2 separate regions of the Pan troglodytes genome follow, and region 2 is linked to region 1. A link is a contact called in public Hi-C data. All regions are on one chromosome and are shown on one strand. The core of a region is the stretch at or near the end of the contact, and the rest is flanking DNA. Distances in the headings are between cores, read along the strand shown. Region 1 holds the start of GPR135 (G protein-coupled receptor 135). Region 2 holds the start of CCDC175 (coiled-coil domain containing 175).

Region 1 (4,352 bases), core at 1,053-3,552:
TATAATCTTGGAAAATATTTAAAAGACACATTTCTTTATGTTCATACTTCTATTTGTCCTTCAGATGGTTGAATTTTATCTAATAATAACCACCTTTTCAAAATCCTAAAAGGATTTTAAATGGGTTATGAATTTAAAATTTTCCACAAAGGTTATTAGGGGGTGGGGTGAGGAGGTGCACCAATGTGTGTAAGCATAAGACTTTCCCACTTGCAGTCTAAGCACCCAAAGCATGTCAGAGGTGCAAGCTCTAGAAGCTAAAGTTTTGTGGGATGGTAGCGATTTAGAGGGGCTTTCAAGCAGCTCTGAAGGTCTCCATTCATTCCTGAAATTCTGTGTAGTTGAACAATACTAGTTGCATTCAATGTTTTGTTTGTTTCACAGTGTGGTCCTATAATATGAGCTTTTCAGTTATAGTGAATGTTATTTTTGTCATTTTTGGCACTTACAGTTCACAATGCTTGGTTATGTGGTTTAAGATTGTTTTAATTTTTGCATTTTACATTCCTTTTGGCACTTTTGAAGAAGGGACATTGTCTTTTATGTTGTTTGGGGAAAGTGGTAAGTCTCCCCCGTCTCTAGCTTTAAATGTTTGGCTTTATGAAATCCACAACTCTCCCCCAGAATCTTCCATCATTAAATAATGCGAGTGGAAATTTGCCTTCATAAGCTGGCCATTCCAACCGTCTTAGAGGCTGGTATCCCCAGCTTCGGATTTAGGCTGTTTGGTCGCTGCCGTCACCGGCTCTGGTGGTCCCTCTCGGCAGAAAAGTACCACTGGATTTTTGCGGGCCCACATGGCCACGTCCCCTGCCACTCCGCTGGCCGGGTTGGAAGAGGACATCCTGCTGCAGGCCCCCAGCCGGTTGGCATAGCGGTTTCGAAGGCGACTGCGGCTTCTGGCTTGCAGACCCGGGCCCTGGCTGGGCAGGAAAGCGTCCACATTCCTAGTCCGGTAGCCCTCCTCGCGGTTGCGCCCTAGGAGCATCGAAATGTTGGGATTGCGGATGGCGTAGATGACAGGGTTGATGGCCCCATTGGCCCAGGTCAGCCAGACGGCCACCACGTTGAGGAGCGAGGGGGCCTGCACGGTCTGGGCCTGCCGGGCGGCGGCCAGCAGCACCAGGAAGCAGTAGGGCCCCCAGCAGCAGATGACGAAGACGATCATGATGAGGACGGTGGTGGCCGTGCGCACCTCGCTGAAGAAGCGCAGCACGCGCGCGTAGGTGTTCACCGGCCGCACGCGCACGTCCGACAGGCGCACCGTCTTGCAGATGTGGTAGTGGCAGAAGCACATGAGCAGGAAGGGCAGCAGGTAGCAGGCCACCACCAGCCCCACGCTGAAGGCCGCGCCCAGCTGCGCGGGGTCCGGGGAGGTCCGGTAGAGGCAGCCGTGGAAGCTCTGCGCCGCCGCGAGTTCCCGGGGCGCCCCGAGCAGCTCCCAGGGCAAGGAGAAGCCCAGGGCCGTCAGCCAGGCGCCCGCCAGCAGCTGCAGCGCGCGGCGGCGGCCGATCTTCTCCCGCGGCGGCCGCACGATGGCGCAGTAGCGGTCCAACGAGATGAGCGCCACGCTGAGCGTGGACACGATGCCGAAGCACGAGCTGAAGAAGCGGCTGGCGGCGCAGAAGCCGCGCCAGGGCCCCGCGGCGGCGGCAGGCGCCGAACCCCCGGGCGGCGTGAAGAGGTCCAGGAAGGCGGCGGGCAGGCAGAGCAGCGCCGTGAGCAGATCCGATAGGGACAGCGACAGGATGAAGGCGTTGGTGACGGTGCGGAGCTGCCGGTGCTTCACAATCACCCCCATCACCGCGCAGTTGCCAAGGCTAGACAGCAGGAAGATGAGCAGGAGGACGAGCGCCTGGGCCGCCGCTGCAGCTCCGTGCGACAGCAGCGGCGCCGCCTCCGGGCCTAGCGGCCGCCTCACCGCCGCCCCCGCCTCCCGCGCTGCCCCGGACCCGCCAAGGCCGCCGCCACCGGGAGCGGCAGCTGTGCCGCCTCCGCTTGCGTCGCTCAGGTTCCCCAGCGCCGCGGCCGCCGCGGTCGCCACGGTGCTGAAGGAGAGCACGGCCGCCGTGGCCGCGGAGGAAGTCCCGCCAGGTGGGCCGGCCGCGGAGGGGGCGCCGGAGTGCTGGCTGCCCAGTAAGGCCATGCTCGCTGGTGGGCGGGGCGGCGGCGGCTCCTCCATGTGGCCCAGTGGCGGCCGCGGATCTCCTCATCCCGCACCGGGGGCGGCGGCCGCTAGGTCTGAGTGGTGGCTCGGAGCCGGGGGCTAGCGGCCGCCGCGGGGAGCTGGGCTCGGCCGGAGGGGTGGCGGTCGCTGGGGACCTGGCGGAGCCTTTGACGTGGGTTCCAGCGTTGCCGAGGGAACCGCGTGTTTACGCAGGACTGCGGGGCGGGACGGCAGCCCAGTACCCGCTGCAAAGCCGACCCGCGACACCGCCACTCCGGAGGTTACCGGCCCGGGTCTTCCGGTTTCCGAGAGTGCCAGGTCGACCTCCTGAGGGACCACTGTCCGGCCAGATAAAGTGCCGACTGGCATGCAAACAAATGACCAGATTCAACGAAAGTTCACTCTTGCTCTCTTTTGTAGGGTACAAATGTTCTACAGGCAGGCCTTTTGGGGAGTGGTGGGGGGGCACTTTGCTTCCTGTGGGTGCTTTTGGTATATACAGGTAGGAAAGGAATTTAGAAAGTGAAGTGAAAGAAAAATCCGGAAGTCTACATCCAGACATCTTAAACTTGAGAAGCAGACTAATTTAAACCAGTAATTCTCAAACTTGAGCTAACAGAATTCACATAGAGGGCGTGTTAAAATACAAGTGACAGGTCTGAACCCCAGCGTTTCGAATATGTCTGGGGAAGTACCCAAGAATTTGTATCTCTAACGGGTTCGCGGGTGGTGATGATGATGCTGGTCCCAGGACCACACTTAGAGAACCACTGATGTCAAGAGTTTCATAAAATGCAAATTCCCAGGCTGACAGAATTACTAAGGATGGGCCCATGACTCTAAACCCCGTAGGTGATTCTGATACAGGTGCTCTGAGGAGCTAGGATAGTTCCTTTAGATGTTACTTCATTTCCAAGGGCCTGGACCTCAGGCCCCTACTGGCTGATAAATGGGGGGAGAGGGATTGGTGCCTTGCCCTGCTAGCAGCCTTCATCTGTTCTCAGGAATGGGGTATGTTTTGAGTCTAAGGTGCTGCCAGCCTGGCAATCATCACAGATGCAGCTCCAGGTACCTGGCTGGGAGATACGGGGAAAAGAAAGGCAGGGCTACCCAGGGAAGTTGCATCTCAAGTTTCTGGGCATGGCCTCTAATGGGGAAAAGTGTGATAAACCCTCAGGTTAACTAACCCTGGGCTCTTCGCTAAAGCAGTGGTTCACAGAGTATGGACATTGGACCAGCAGCATCAACATCCCCTGGAAACCTTGAGAAATACAAATTATCACGCCTACAGTGCATAGGATACCCCTGATCTACTGAAACTCCTGTGGTGGGGCCCAGGCACCTATGTTTTAACAAGCCCTCCCAGTGATTCTGATGCACAAATTTGAGAAACACTACTCTAAAGAATGACTAGTACATTTGTAGATCTTAGAATCAATGGTATTAGTATTGGAGTGCTTATTTCATTCAGAAAAAATATCCTACAGGAAATTTACAGTATAAATAGAAGAACGTTTAAGGTGGCAAACCAAAACTGGGTTTCTCAGCCTCAGCATCATGGACTTTTGGGCCAGATAATTCTTTATTGCAGGGGCCATCTATACATTGTACGATGTTCAGCAGTATCCCTAGTCCCTACCTACGAGATGCCAGTAGCACCTCTCCCAGCTGTGACAACTAAAACTGTCTTCAGATATTGCCAAATATCCTCTTGGGAGCAGTCAACGCCAGCTTAATCTAGACTGATTTTGTCTTAATTTTGTCAATCAAAGCAAAAATATAATTATCATACATTAATTTATTTGGCAAACACAATCTTCTAAGATTGTGCTTAGTTTTAGGAAACAACATATAAGATAGGAAACCCAGCCCAAATAAGCTTAAGCCACCGGCCAACACAGTATATTACAGTGTGCTAAATATTGTCTTAAAAATATGTGAGTGAAATTATTTGGAGGTGACTAACTCTTCCTGACAAAGACTTTGTACAAGAGGTGACATTAGACTTTTTTAAAAAAGAAGAAAGGGAAAGAACATTTGATGCATGTGCAAAGTCTGGAGGTTAGTGTTGAAGTGAGCAGTGTCTGAATTCTAGGATATTGGAGATGGGGAGTGAAGAAGGAAATAAATGATCAAAGTTTATTGGGGCTACCTTATGATGGGCCTTGTAGGCCATGCTCTGGAG
Region 2 (4,352 bases), core at 928-3,427, 110 kb after region 1:
TCTCTAAATGAGCTTGCCCTCATCCACAGCCATAAGCCCATAATTTAGTTTTCTTCATGGAAAATCAAGTAACAATCCACAATTGATCAATAATTGTGCAAATCCTTACAAAATTGAGAGAAAAATATTTTTAAGTTCAGGGTAACTATATTCCCTAGTCATCTACTTAATACTTTGAACAGAATTGGTGCTAAATGAAAGTTTGAAGAAATATGTGGAAGATTGAAGAAATGGTTCTTATAGATAATACAATACCAATTTCTTAACAGCTACAGCAATGTCCTTAAGAAAGATCTTAGCTTCTTCATTACATTTAAAATAGTCACTTTGCAGTGATTGTTCTGAAAAAAAATTAGAAAATAAAGATCTCTTATTTATCTATCCAAATCCTACTTAACCTTTTATGATCTAGCTCAAATGCTTACTCGGCTGGAAGTTACATCTTCAGTCTCTGAATTTTTATTGTACATTACACTAATCTCTTTTGTACTTATTTCCTATTCCATAATGTTATAATTTAGGTATATATTTTATGCTCCTTGAGGACAAATGTGCTGGAGATTTACATATTAATATTTTATAACTCAGGGCAAGAGGGTGTAATGATTTTTTTTCCTATGAAATATGTTCTGAGTGTCTAGACATTAACAGAAAAATGTATTTGTACATAAGTACTAGGGTTGCATTGGCATGCCGATCTAGAGATCAAGTATGAAAAGAGTTCAAGGTTCTAGGTCTGTCATTGACAATGACCTCAGATACATGTGAATAATTTAGGTCTTAATAACTTTAGGTCTCCTCAGTGGGTAACATTCCTTTTTTTTTTTTTTTTTTTTGAGACAGAGTCTCGCTCTGTCGCGCAGGCTGGAGTGCAGTGGCACCATCTCGGCTCACCACAACCTCTGCCTCCTGAGTTCAACGGATTCTCCTGCCTCAGCCTCCCGAGTAGCTGGGATTACAGACGTGCGTCACCACGCCCGGCTAATTTTTGTATTTTTAGTAGAGACGGGGTTTCACCATGTTGGCCAGGCTGGTCTCAAACTCCTGACCTCAGGTATCCACCCGCCTCGGCCTCCCAAAGTGCTGGGATTACAGACATGAGCCACCGCGCCCGGCCAACATTCTTCATGATAACATTTACCCAAGCATATTTGCTAAGAATTGTGAAATTAACCTAGCGCATTTAAGAAGGAAAATAAAAACTATCCCAAATTAATAGTAACATTGTAACATAAATCAATACGATTATCTTGAAGAAATGGGATGATTCTAGTGAAGCACTGAAATGTTTTGTTGTTTGGCCTAAACGGTTTTTGCACCGAACAAGAAACACCCTTTCTTGGATTGTCTTACCTTAAGCTTAAGTGACTTGATTACAGGTTCAGCTTTCTAACTGAAAAATACTTTAACCTGGCCCTATCCAAGGTCGTTTTCTATTAGAATCTCCTAAACAACCCTTTACATCTAATTTTTCTTGCTCAACACAACAGGAGCCTCTTAAACACTCCCTTTCCTATTTGCTTGTTAAATTCTCCAGTTTGCCACGGCAAAATGTCGGAGGAAGTTAACTTGTAAAGGAACGGCAGGAAGAGAACTGAAATCGAAGGCATAATCTAAATGCAGGTGTGTAATCAGGTCGCAGGCATAGGGCAGTGGCTTGGGAGTCCCGGATTTGTCACCTCAGTAATTTAACTACTACTGAGGGTTGAGCGAAGTCACCTCAGCTGCGCTAGAGCAGGAGAGCTGGGCACTTGGTCCCACCCGCCACCTCTCTCTCCCCAGCCTCCAAGGAGCGGGGAGAAGGCTCTGCCCTGCCCAGTGATGCCCTGGTTCCGGGAGGAGAGTCCCCGCTCAGGGTTCCCGCTGAGTGCCTCCTAAGCGCCACCTCTGAGGAGACGTCCCTTCCAGCGCCCGAGGGGCGTCTTACCCACAACAAACAGCTGCTCCAGCGCCTCGACCGCGACCGAGGAGCCCAGGGTGGAGGGTGAGGTGCATAACTCCAGGGAGGGGCCGGTGGAGACGGCAGCCGCCTGCACCAGCTTCTCGCCAGCGCCCAGCCCTGGGGTCCAGGGGCTCAGGGCCATTTTGCCGCTCTACTTGAGCGCCTCCTAAGCCAGAGCCAAGGATTGCCGGTTGCCACGGGCAACGAGGACACCGAGGTCCTGGGGCGCCCCCTCGTGGCCCGCACCTGTAGTAGGTACCCTCCTGGTTCTCTAATTTTATCCACGATAATTAAGCAGTCTGGGAAGAATGACTCTCTCTTTAGCTAACTTTTCCCCCTTTCAATTTCCATTGCGTTAGTTCAGGCCTGTGTCTTTTTTTGTGGACCACTGGAATCATAATAATGATCACTTTTGAGCGCATCTTTGTGCCGGGTACTGCAGGAGAACCTTTATATACAGTAGCTCACTTAATCTTCACAAGGACTTTGTGAGCAGGCTCTTTTAGTACCTCCACTTTTACAGACACGTAAACTGAGGCGCGGGCGACTAAGTGAACGGCTCAGGACCACAAGAGGATAATATTGGATTTAAAGTGACGTCTGGGCCGGGCGAGGTGGCTCACGCCTGTAGTCCCAGCACTTTGGGAGGCCAAGGCGGGAGGATCACCTGTGGTCATGAATTCAAAACCAGCCTAATCAACATGGTGAAACCCCATCTCTACTAAAAATACAAAAATTAGCCGGGCGTGGTGGCGCGTGCCTGTAGTCCCAGCTACTCAGGAGGCTGAGGCAGGACAATCGCTTGAACCCGGGAGGAAAAGGTTATAGTGAACCGAGATCTCGCCATTGCACTCCAGCCTGGGCGACAAGAGCTAAACTCCATCTCAAAATAATAAAATAAAATAATAAATTGAAGTCTGTATGACTCTACTATGCTACAAAACCTTCTTTTGTACTATTTTAGAACTTTCCTTGTATCTAGTACATCACTGAGCACATTTTGCCTTGAATCATAGTGATTTTTCTCTGTCTTCCCATCGAACTGTGAGCTCTGTGATGACAGGGACAGGAGGATATTATTCATTTTTCTCTGCATCTCCAAAATTCAGCTTAGCATGAGGCTTAGGTTGAGTCTGTCAGTTCCTTTTCCTCTGGTGGGTTAGAGAGAAGCAAAGGTGATTCAACCCTCCTCTTCTTTTCTCTACAGATGGCAAAATTGAAATTAGAATGATAGTAACAATGACAATAGCTATCAATTGTTAAATGCTTATTGTGTTCCAGGCACCGTTTTAAATACTTTGCAGTACCCCATTTAACCCTCACAAATAATCTTTTGAGCTAGGTATTATTGCCTGCTTTGCAAGTGAGGGCACTGAGCTACGTCCTAAGCCACTGTGCAACACTGCCTTGGAGGGGTCACAGCATACCAGTAGCAGAACTAGTTCTAGAATCCAGGCCTCCTTCATCCAGGAAGTGCCATATTTTGGTGTTGGAAACCATCCTGGACAACATCCTCCTTTTTTGCTGGATTTGGTCTATTGGTATTCAAATCTGTTCCTGCCCTTCTGGACCCTCCTCTGTGCGGCAGGAGTAAGAAGACTGGATATGAAATTTCCTGGATGTCCTTGCCACCTGTTTTCTTGGTAAGTTCCACTAATGGGAAACACTTGTGGGAGATTAGAAGGCCGAGAAATCATGCATTTCTGCCTCCAGAAGTGGTAGTTTCAGGCTACAGTTGACTGTAGGTCCCAGCAGTTTTGGTGGCTCTAGAAGTGGCAGGAGTAGGAGCCAAGTGACTCCAGCAGTCTCCAGCTGCTCAGCACTAAATGTGAACTTGTGCATACAGTACAGGTGTTATGGCAGCTCTGATGTCTGGGGTCTTCTTTATCTTCTTACCCTTTGGCTTCTATACCCCTTGTAACAAATTCCTTGTGATATACTTCTCTCTTCCGGAAATATCTAGACTGGACTACTTCAAGGCAACCCTTAAGCTGTCACCAGAAGACTCTTCCTACATATCGCATCATTTGGATCACATTGCTCTCCATTATCTATGAATAAAGGCTAATCTTAAGGGGGCATTTTGTGTCCTCCCCACTTACTGGATTTGTTACAGATTTTCTTACATTTCTCTATTTCCCTTCATGTCTCTAATACTTTCTTTTTCCCTGAACTTTGTGAGAAAGTTACATGTACATACACATACATATGTATAAAGTGGGAAAAGCAAGTTGAAAAAGAAATGTACAGTATTCAATTAATATTTAATTTTTATAAATTAAATATTTTGTGAGAGACGATCAGCTTCTAACTTGTCTCATGGTTCCTTTTATATGGGATGCCCTGTACAAAATTCAACCACAATTTTTCAAAGGAAACTTTATAAATTCTGAAATAGAAATCTAGGCAA

Evidence for each region. Hi-C and Micro-C count contacts between places; a contact is called where the count stands out from the background.
Region 2: a Hi-C map of a lymphoblastoid cell line shows a contact between it and region 1, with 8 times the contacts expected there. The contact joins the promoter of CCDC175 here to the promoter of GPR135 in region 1. A contact is called at or near these places in 1 of 7 Hi-C or Micro-C datasets (a lymphoblastoid cell line) and 1 of 1 datasets of contacts at active chromatin or transcription factors (stem cell-derived excitatory neurons).

The regions. Positions count from the first base shown.
Region 1 is chr15:57,457,265-57,461,616 of NHGRI_mPanTro3-v2.0_pri, forward strand. GPR135 (G protein-coupled receptor 135) reads right to left here and starts at 2,303. Exons shown (of 1, transcript XM_016926921.4): 1 at 466-2,303. The coding sequence starts at 2,182. The coding sequence ends at 689.
Region 2 is chr15:57,568,733-57,573,084 of NHGRI_mPanTro3-v2.0_pri, forward strand. CCDC175 (coiled-coil domain containing 175) reads right to left here and starts at 2,178. Exons shown (of 18, transcript XM_054666613.2): 1 at 1,928-2,178. The coding sequence starts at 2,084.